Linked DNA regions of Hordeum vulgare: region 2 is linked to region 1. A link is a contact called in public Hi-C data. All regions are on one chromosome and are shown on one strand. Each heading gives the region's core, a stretch centred on a gene start, on an enhancer-like site or on the middle of the called end of the contact. The rest is flanking DNA. Distances are from core to core; before and after follow the strand shown. Region 1 has its middle 110 kb from the start of LOC123409955. Region 2 has its middle 310 kb from the start of LOC123409706.

Region 1 (5,413 bases), core at 1,203-3,702:
ATCAGGGGCCTCTCAAGGTTTGCCCCTCGCAAGGCGGCTTCTTCTGGAGTGACTGTGGCCCAGTCATCTCACCGCGCGCGAGCCTAAACGTCGCCTCCTGGGACGGAGGCAGAAGGGTCGTGGTACCCTGGTTTTTACTGGACCAACACAAACAGTTGCGCTTTGCATCTGCTCACTCTTGAAACACAAAGAGATGCAATCAAACAACATGCATCCAGTTGAATTTTGATGCAATGGATACAACCAATCAATATACATGTGTTGGGGTTTTTTGTATGCATATGTTCAGCCAATCCTAACTGGATCAAACATGCAAATGGAACCGGAACGCACCCGTTATATCCCGTCTTGTGCAAGATTAAAGAAGCACTTGTACTTGACAATTCATAGCGGGCCACGACCCACTCGAAGAGTGCACTTTTGCTAGCGATTTTTAAGGAAACAACATGTACGATTTTAGGAAGGTTTCGTAAGTTCATTTCCTCTTTTCTGTGTTTTTCTCTACTGATCTACCGTTTCTCTATTTTTGGTATATTTTATTTTTATTTTTTAAATACATATTAAATTTTTAAATACTTTTCAAACCTTTTTGAATACTTGTGAAACATTTTTCAGATACACATCAAACACTTTTCAAATACAGGTTAAACATTTATCCGAACACATGTTGAACATTTGTTTGTCAAATGCATTTTCAAAAATATCATAAATCTATTATTTTGAATTGTACACTTTTTTTGGAAAATTATGCAAATGTTTAATGAACATTTTTGGCAAGTACCTCTGATATGGTTTAAAATGCGTAAACTTTCAAAACGACGTGTCAATTTTTGTAATGGTATGAACAGTTTTTCTAACAAATTACAAGGAAAACAAATACATTTTCACAATTTCCAAATATGATAAACATATTTTTAAATGCATGATCATTTTTAAAATATATCAAAATTATGGGAAAATGATGTGATATTCATGAGTATCTCCTATTTACTAATCGGAGTCACTTTTTAAGATCTCTCATTAATCTGCATCATCAAAATTAATTAAACCGTTGGATTGTAGAATTAACGTTTAGGATAAAAAGAAAATGTACGTGATACATATGGGCCCATACCACAAAAAATAGGCATCTGACATGTGAAACATTTCGCCACAGTTTTTATAAAAAAAACTGCACGTACATATAAAAGGAATAAACTAGCACGTACATGTAAGAGTCCTCCATAACCACGTTCTCTAAAAATACACGTGACTCTATCTGCCTACAGAATAAGTAAACATATAATGACAAGTTATCAAGCGTTTAAGCCCAAGGATAAAAACTGCCCACGTCCCAATTCCAAGAAAAAAACACGTGCATGTTCCATTGAAAAATGAAAAAAAACAATACGCTTATCTTTCCGAAATTATTTTTCAGCAGCACGCACAATGAATAGTACTCAACGTTGATGTCATAGGATAAAAGGAGCCCACATCCCAATTTCCTGAAAAACATGTACATGTTTCCCTCAAAAATTTAAAGAAGACACGTAAAAAACTTATCAATCATCACGTTATGGGGAAGAGAGAGCTAATGCGTGATTGCCAAGGAAATTTCTATCGTACCATATGAGATAAAGACCCTGGAGCCAATTAATTTAAGATGCGAAATCATTAAATTGTAAGATGATAACTCAGAACATATACATAAAGTTTCATGCAAAAAAACCTATATAAACCCCGTAATTTTTATTGGTATTTCAAATAGGTGTATTTTTCACAACCATGCCCTTTTAAATTTCAAATTGATGGGTAATTGTTTTTCAAGTATAACTGCATACTCTACTTTTTAATTTGATATAAAAGAGATACATTCACAATTAAATGATTTTTAGTTAAAGAGGAAGCTCTCAGCAATGCACAAAGATGTAATGGTGATTATGTAAATGGTAGAAATAGCTTTGTTTTTCTTTGTATGTGTAAATTTTTTCGACATGAATGAAGTAGAATTGTGGTTGTGCTATATTTACACCGAGCATGGCAATCTTTTTGTACATATCGTTGACCCATTTATATGAAAAATTGAATTATTGTAATAGTATGCAATTACACAACGTTAAGAAGAACTATATCTTGCCCGTGCAGAAGCACGGATTGATGACTAGTTATTATAATTTGAGATCAACATGTTTTTAAAAAAGAACAATAATTTAAAAAATATATTATTTTTGGAAACAATGTCCGCAAACTTAAAATTAAAATAGACATTCAAGTATGTGTAAAAGATATCATGTATTTTCCCCAAAAGAACAAAGAAAAAAATCAACACCAAATTGTGTTTTACATGTATTAATCATGACTGGATATTGATCTTAGTGCGCGAGACCGCTTTGGCTACATAGGTGTACAAGCCAATTGTCTAACCTTTTACAAGGTTGCCAATTGGGGACCTACTATATGGCGCCGTAGGCGCCCGTTTACCCTCCTGGCGCCTGCAGTGCCCCGCCTTGGGCCGGCCCATCGAAGAGCTCAGCACCCTATAGGCCCTGAAAGTGTTCATTGATTTTTGGAAAATTAAGTACATTAATTTTGCAAAAATATTTCTTCCAATGGTAAAAATGTTGACAGATTTTAAATATAAAAATAATAATATTTGAAAAATGTTTATCACATTTGATAAAGGTTCATTAATAGTTATAAAAAGTTCAGTAATTTTGAAAAAAGTTCATCAAATTTGAAAAAAAGTTAATCGGTGTGTAAAAAAAGTTCAACGAATTTCAAAATATTTCATTGAATTTGAAAAAAGTTCCTCACCACTTTAAAAAAGTTCACCAAAATAAAAAGAGTTCATTAGTTTTGAAAAAAAGTTCATCAAATTTAAAAAATGTTTATCCAATTTAAAAAAGTTCATCGATGTGAAAAAAGCTCATCAAATTATAAAAAAAGTTCATAAAATTAAAAATATTCATTGAATTTGAGATAAAATTCATCAAAAATTTAAAAACTTTCATTCAATTTGAAAAAAGTTCGTCAATTATGACAAAAGTTTGATGAATTTGAAAAAATTCATTGACTTAAAGAAAAAGTTTCCGAACTATAAAAAATCATCAAGCCATGAAGAAAAAAAAGGAAAAACAGAAAGAAAAAAGAGAAGCAAAAAACAAAAAACAGAAGCAAAAAAACGAAAAACAGAAGCAAAAAAGAAAACCAAAAAAGGAATAAGAAAAGAGCAAAAGAAAATTAGTCATGTGATCTGGTGTGGTAGTGCGGTGGTTACTGCATATGCTAACCTGAGCTGAAGATCGAGAGTTCGATTCACCGCGGCGCCTAGTCCTTTTATTTAATTCAGAACAGAAAGGAAAAAATGCTGAGATGGACCGTCCCAGCGCGTGTCGCCGTAGGCGCCTATTAGTAGAATTGCACTATGGACGCGTGTGACGCCCAATAGGATTGGCCTGCCAATGGTCTAATGTTTTCGTTGAGGCAAACATGTTTTATTATACAGCTATCACCATAACATAGACGAAGTTAAGATCGCTAGGTAGCCCAAACCAAACACGGTGCCTGACCCCTAAAGTTAAAGCATGCTTTGCAAGACGACAAGCCTCAACATTCGAGGCCCTCCATTCATGACAAATATTACAAGAAATAAGAGTAGCTAGCCGAAGCTATATTTCATCGTAAGAAATTCGAAATCACTAATTGAGAAGTATTTTTTTTAAAGATCACTCTCACCTTTTTAGATTACGACAAATGACGCACTGCTTATGTGTCACTTGTTGTAATCTGAAAATATTTTTTTATACATCCGTATTTTTAAAACATTTGATCTCTTAAACAGTGCGTCGAAATCTCAAACCGTTTCCATTGCTGGGTTCCTAGCATCGAGATCTTTAAAAATATATTCCATGTTGATAGGTTGGGATGAACTTTTTTCATGAAAAAAGCCGGACAAAGAAACAACCGTGCCTCTCGCGATAGAAAAAAATAGATTTTTTTTTCATTTTTGAAAGGCACAATCGTGCCTCTTACGGAAGCAAAATCGTGCCTCTCGCAAAAGAAAACAAAAAACACACGTTTTTCCGATTCCGAAAGGCACGACCATGCCTCTCCCGAAAGCAAAATCATGTCTCTTGCGGAAGCAAAACCGTACCCCTTGCAAAAAATAGAAAATATGTTTGTATTTATTTCCGAGAGGCACTCACGAAAGCAAAAACCGTGTCTCTCGTGAAAAATAAAAAAAACATTTTTTTGTTTTAAAGAGTCATGGCCATTCCTCTTATGAAAGCAAAATTGTGTCTCTCACAGAAAAAAAACAGATAACGTGATTTTCGCACTTTTTTCCATCGAAAAGCTGAAAAGACCGGTGAAAAACCAAACACCAAGAAAATCCAAAAAATCTAACCTAAAAAATCAAAAAACACGTGCAAAAAATAAAATTCAAAGAAAACACCCAGAAACATCACACGTGACGACGGTAAAACGCGTCAAATAACGACGCATTGAAGTAATCATTAGAGGATCCTGAAAGAATGCTTCCTAACTAGTTGCTTCCAAGAAGATGTGCCACTTGCTTGTAGGGATGACAATTTTATCCATGGATTTCGATACCAGTGGATACCCGACCCGGTTGAGTAAGGGTATGGAACGTATTTTTTTTATGGATCCGTGGATCTGGATGGCCATGAACAGCCGAGTTGGACACGGTTGTAATTTTTGCTCCATGGATATCCACTAGATAACCGTATGACACATGAGCCCCTATGGGAGTGACTCCAAACTAAGAAAATGTCCAACGAAAGTCACTCGCAGCCATAGAAGGTCAAAGTCTGACCCATGTTTCGTAATTCCCCGCAACTCCACTAATATAATATTAAACATAATCGTAGTTAATTAACGATGATGAGTTCATTTGATCTTTGGGAAGGCTTCATGTTGATTTTTCTATGCCCATGGAGCTCTGTGGGTATCTGGATATCCAATAGGTTTGGGCATGTGCATAATTTGTGTCCTTGGATGCTTTGATGGATGGGCACACGGTAGGAAGATGGGTCATGGGTTGGATTTGGACCAGCTCCACCCGCTTCAAACCTGACCCATTGCCATCTCTACTTGCTTGATTGCATCAACCACCACCTTGCAATGTGAGACCGTCGTAATACTCTGAATATATAGATCTCCCGAACCTCCATAGCTTCAAGAGTCGCTAGGTCCAGGATGGTGGCATACACGGCCTCGGAAGCGCCCTGAAAAGTGCCCAGCTGGTCTCGACATACTGCCACCAATTGTCTCAATTGGAGATGAGCTATTGCAGGAACTCCTATGCGTCGCCCGTTGCGACCGATTCTCGAGTGGACACACGCGAGTTGCCTCACTAGGCCGGCCCAGTTGTTTTTTGTCTTAAGAAAACTTGATTTTTTTTCTTTTTTGTTCC
Region 2 (5,454 bases), core at 355-2,854, 500 kb after region 1:
AGAGTACAGTATTTTTTGAACATTGTACTAGTACTAGTTTAGCTCATTCTTGTTCTGACCCTGTTTGGATACTCTAACTTAGCTAGAGGTTAGAGTTAGTTTCTAACTTTAGTCTAACCATGAGCTAACTCTAGCCTTTGATGGTGTTTGGATGCAAAGGTTAGTTTGACAATAAATGCATTTTTTTAATCATGTGTATCTTTTAACCAGGATTTGTTGTGGCCAGCTTTTATGTAGGTCTGGTGCAGGGATATGGAGGAGGATGGAGGCGACCGGTGGCAGGTGGACGAGGCGGCCTGGACGGGACGCTACGGAGGTGGCCGGCGGGGGCGAGCAGGCCGAGCGGGGCGAGCGCGGCCGGGCGGCGCGAGCGCGGCGGGCGGGGCGAGCGCGGCCGGCGGGGGCGAGCGCGGCCGGGCGGGGCGAGCGTGGCGGGCGGGGCGAGCGCGGCCGGGCAGGACGAGTGCGGCCGGGTGGGGCGAGCAGGCCGAGCGACGTGCGATGCGGGAGGATGGAGAGGAAAGGATCCGATGCGGTTAAAATATTATTATTATTACCTGTCCATCCCCAACTAGCTCCAATTAGCACCTCTTCTCAGCGCTAGTTTTTTTTGTGGTCTGTTTGCATCTAACCTAAACTAGCCCATGTATTTGGATACTTTGGGAGCTAGTTCAGCTCAAACTAGGTCTAGCAGTGGGATCCAAACAGGACCTATACGGAGCCTCTCCAATCCACATATAATTGACAACGTTCCTGTTGTTGTTGTGCTCATATACTGTGGAAGTGTGATTGGTTCTCGGCCTTACTAGTCATCGTGTCGTTGTCATCACAGGCCAGACAGAGGCACAGCCGGCCATGTCCATTGCCCTGAATGCAGAAAGAAGCCATCATGATAGAGTATGAGATGCTCTCTACTAGGTAGACCTATGTTTTCTGTAGTAGGCCACTAGCTAGCTAGCTTGCTAGGCCTGCAGATTCATTGACAGGATTCTTGGGTCCAAAAGCATGCAGTTAGTGGTATAGTTGCTAGGCCTGCAATATATAACTATGCAGTTTGAAGGAGCAGCAGCAGCCAGCAGCAGCTGAGTCCAAGAAAAGCTGAGCCATTTCATGGTTAACCACTTGAGTTTGATCAGATGGATTCAGGGTCACTGTGCGTGCGTGCGTTTTGGCCTTGGGAAGCTAAATGCCAGGCCCCCCTATTTACCACCTTTGGTTTCCTGCGTGTTCTTTGCTATTAGCATTTCGGTCATTTCACTGTATCATCTGGCAATTCTTGGCCGCATGATGATGATGATGATGATGCCTATTGACATCAGGCGTGTCATGTGATCCATCAGTCACCTAGCCAGCCGTGCACTGAAGGAGATGCAAGGGGAGGGAGGGAGACCATGCGTGTTCGGCCTCGGATCGTCAGTTTGATCGACTGAAACAATTCATGTCGTGTGGTTAGGAAATAGGGAGTACCAGTAGCGAATTCTGTCATGGTCATTGACCACTGCTTCTGGTACCACTCGTACCGGCTCACCGTGGTGCACCCTTTGAATCGAAAGGCCATGCATGCATATGCACGAGAGGCAAAGAAAGTGGTTCGATGCAGTCGCAGGCTTTCTTCTTTTCCTTTGCTAGCTTTTTGTTGCTTTGGCGCACTCTGATGCAGATGCAGCAGCAGAATTGAAGAGTGCATGCATTCGATTCAGTGCCCGGCCGGCCCCCTCGATCAGAATCAGATCATGGTATGCAATCCTGCATCGTAGATCACCAGATCCCCATACATCGCTATCGCAACCCCAGAACGACACAGCCTTTTCCTCCCATCCTTTTCTAACTGCAATACAACGCTTCGTTATGACTACCCTCTTTAATCTAGAGTACTAGTACTCCAGTATCTCTCCCTCCCTCCCTCCCCCTCTCTCTCTACACATCTTTGCATTGCACCCCTACGGCCGGCTTTCTTTCTCTCTGCCATGATTAATTCTGTCTTTCTCACTCATAGTACTGCATGCATGCTGCTGCAGGATGAAGAGGAGGAGAAGGCTATAGCTAGCTACCTTGGGACTAGCAACCAGAAGCAACAGAGTACCCTTTGCTGAACAAGGAAACCCTCCTTCTGAAAGTACACTGCATGCTGCTGCTCGGCAGGCCGCGCTCGGGAGTATATATGTTCTCTTCAGCAAATGACTGCACCAAGAATTAACCTTTACTTACTGACCTGTTGCTCACGGAATTTTGGTATATTTGCACCAAGCAGGCAATCCCCATGAGTAGCTACGTCATTTACTTGCTCAAGGGCATCCTCGCTCCCGCATCTGTTCGCGAACAGAAAGCTACTACATATGTCCGCGTACGTTTCAAATAAGTTTTATCAAAAATGAACAAATTTGATACAAAATCAAACAAATCGGACGATATCCATTCATACTTGGAAGGCTTTTACAAAACCAAATGCTCTTCATTTAAACTGAAGCAAATTCATTACATTTAGACGTATTTCAGCCAAGCTTTTAAATCTAGGCCGATATAACCGATATATAGGCCGATATATTAGTTTTGGGGCTCCACTGATATACACATAACATATCATTCTGTAAATATCATTTTCACATATATCATCCAATATGAACCGATATGACCGATATGTAAGCCGATATGCCCACCGATATATACCAGTACATCGAAGAACACAATTATTTATCAGAAAGAGGTGTAAAAAACATTATGTATTTAAAACTTCATCGTATTATCAATCATTCATAATGTTTCGTAAAACACATATATAACATATTGTTCCTGAACTTAGAGTGAGATTTTTGTGAATCTATCTTAAATAGTTCATTAATTAAGAAAGGCATAACCTATGAATTTTGATTTGTTATCCTAGAGCGTTGGCACCATGCATTTTGTTTTTACTAAAAAAGACATTTTCATACAAGAGTGTTGGGGAAAAAATCTAGATATATTCCTTCCGATATATCAACATATTCATGCGATATATCATCCGATTTCCGACATTCGATATGTACAAGCCAAACTGATATGACCCCGATATATGATATTCTGAACTTTGATTTCAGCTAGACCGGACTCTGACATAGACAAAAATGACCTTCGGGTCCGTTCCCCATCTCCGGCCGGCCATGAGCCCTAAAAAATCATGTTGTCCTCCTCTACCTCCTCCGCAGCCCTCCACTTCGATGATATATCTTCCCCATGTCCAACAATACGCTCCTCGAAATCACGGGAGACCTGGAGATATATGTTCCGGAAGAGCGGAAGAATAGCCTCCATCTTCTCTTTGCTTGACAACTTCGCTCATCGAAGTGGCACCGGATGGATTTGCTTCAGCCGCAGGGGAAGGGTGACCTCCGCTTCCGTGAATGATGAATCAAGACTGGTTTTTTTGGGGTGGGGGACGATGGTTGCCTGCGAGCAGGCAGGACACCGGCTATGCACGCCGACGACGCGCCAGCAGGCAGAAGACGAATGATGCGGTCACAGGCACGGGAGCAGCGGGCCTCGTCCACGATAACCACGATGCCAGTGCCACCGTGCTCATCCACATGCCCTCCTGGAGAAACTCGTAACTACTCCGCGAGTTAGCTTGGAGCGGTGAGTTACTGAACCACGCGTCGGCTTGGAGCCTCGCCCATGGTATTGACGGCCTGAAGCGGCTAGGAAGGTGAAGCAGTGAGTTGTCTGGCTTGTATCCGACGGGCTTGATGCATGGGCCACCCAACGAAATTTTATGCCGGATAACACCTCTTCCTGCTCGCCGGATGCCATGTGAAGAATATGACGCAAGGAGGGGATGGGGAGAGGAGATGTGATGCGATTCTTCACCCGGCGTCGGGCCTTGTTAAAATAGCGGGCGAACACGAGGAACCAACCAACGTTGTGTTTAACATCGACCGTCTTGCGAACGAACATGTGACCGAAGTATGTTGCTTGACACAAGCATGGGTTTAATGGAGGCGGGCGAGCAATCTGTAGCCATTTGAATGTGGTGGGTAGGCATATTCAGCCCGACGTGCAATGGGTGACGCTCTTTCGTCCGGCGCGTCGTTACAATACAGAGGTCACGTCTGCTATGGACCGGTGTCAATGTGAAGCCGGTGTTGAGCGGGAACACACACTCACGAGGAGAGTTTGGATGGGCCAAGGTTGCCAGACACGGACGTGGTAGCGCTCCCGGCGCTAGCAAACACATTCCTACTTTGTTTCCCGTTTGGGAGAAAAAACGTGTCCTAACTGTCTCGCGGACAGATGCAGGACTCTGTTGCATGACATAACACATCCGGGCTGCATGGTCTAAACTATTGTGGGCGGTATTCATGCTTGCGCTAGTGCTAGCTATTGTGAAAAAAAAAAAATTCAAAATCGCCTTAATCCGGCGTGTAGTAGTGTGTACTCTAATATATGGTATTAGAACGTGACTTTCTATGTAATTTCATGCCTATTTTCTCTATTCACCTTTTCTTGCTAGCTACCTAGGTAGGAGCAACGTAAGCGGCCTTTTTCATAGAGCTAAATTTATCATTAGAAATAAAGAGTCCACAAGATTATGGGAGGACACGTGGGTTGGGGAAGACGCCTCTAGCCATACAATATCCATCTTTATAATATTGTGCAACGTAAGAAGTCGTACATTGTCATAATATTACAGTCTAATCCTCGAAATATTCAATTCCGAAAAGCTTTAACAGGTCGTCGATGGGAAGCTTGGTTACACTTAGTCAGAAGACTCATGGATGTCCAGTTATCGGACGAGTCCGATAGGCTTCATTGGAAGCTAACAACTAATAGCATCTTTATAGTGAAATCGATGTATTTGAACCTTATTGACACAACATCAGTCTCCAAGTTGATTCATATCTGGAAGGTCAAAGTACCCTTATGAATCAAAGTCTTTATGTGGGTTTACAAGAAGGTGATTCTCACTAAGGATGATTTGGCAAAGCGCAATTGGGAGGAAAGTAAACTATGTAGCTTTTGTGATCACGATGAAACTATCAAACACCTTTTTCTCCAATATCCGCTAGCAAAAAGTTTATGGCAAACGGTTCATATAGCCTTTAATGTCATACCTCCGGATAGCTTTGGATACCTCCGGATAGTCTGTTGTTTGAGACGTGGCTAAATGGTGTGGACATAATTATTGCTAGACATATTCGTATAGGAGTATGTGCATTGCTTTGTGCTATATGAAACTGCAGAAATGACATGATTTTTAAGAGACAAACACATATAAATTTTTTACAGGTACTTTACAAGGCATCGGCGTTGATCCGTACATGATCGTTACTCACTCCTGGAGAAACCAGGGAGCCTTTGATTACTGGGTCCATCCGGTGAAAGATGGTAGCTCGAAATATCTACAACCGATTTGAATGACGGTTCAATAATACGATAGATAGTTAGACATCTAGGACTACGTTAGCTGGTTGTGGCATCTTC

Evidence for each region. Hi-C and Micro-C count contacts between places; a contact is called where the count stands out from the background.
Region 2: a Hi-C map of leaf shows a contact between it and region 1, with 5 times the contacts expected there. The contact joins two enhancer-like sites. A contact is called at or near these places in 2 of 6 Hi-C or Micro-C datasets (both in leaf).

Annotation. Positions count from the first base shown.
Region 1 is chr7H:437,629,124-437,634,536 of MorexV3_pseudomolecules_assembly, forward strand. No RefSeq gene overlaps it. Among protein-coding and RNA genes, the nearest start is that of LOC123409955, 110 kb to the right of the region's middle. Within about 2 kb of position 2,453, at least 3 of the 3 cell types and tissues checked have open chromatin away from gene starts, as enhancers often do. A contact at or near this core is called in leaf, where this site is marked.
Region 2 is chr7H:438,130,232-438,135,685 of MorexV3_pseudomolecules_assembly, forward strand. No RefSeq gene overlaps it. Among protein-coding and RNA genes, the nearest start is that of LOC123409706, 310 kb to the right of the region's middle. Within about 2 kb of position 1,605, at least 1 of the 3 cell types and tissues checked has open chromatin away from gene starts, as enhancers often do. A contact at or near this core is called in leaf, where this site is marked.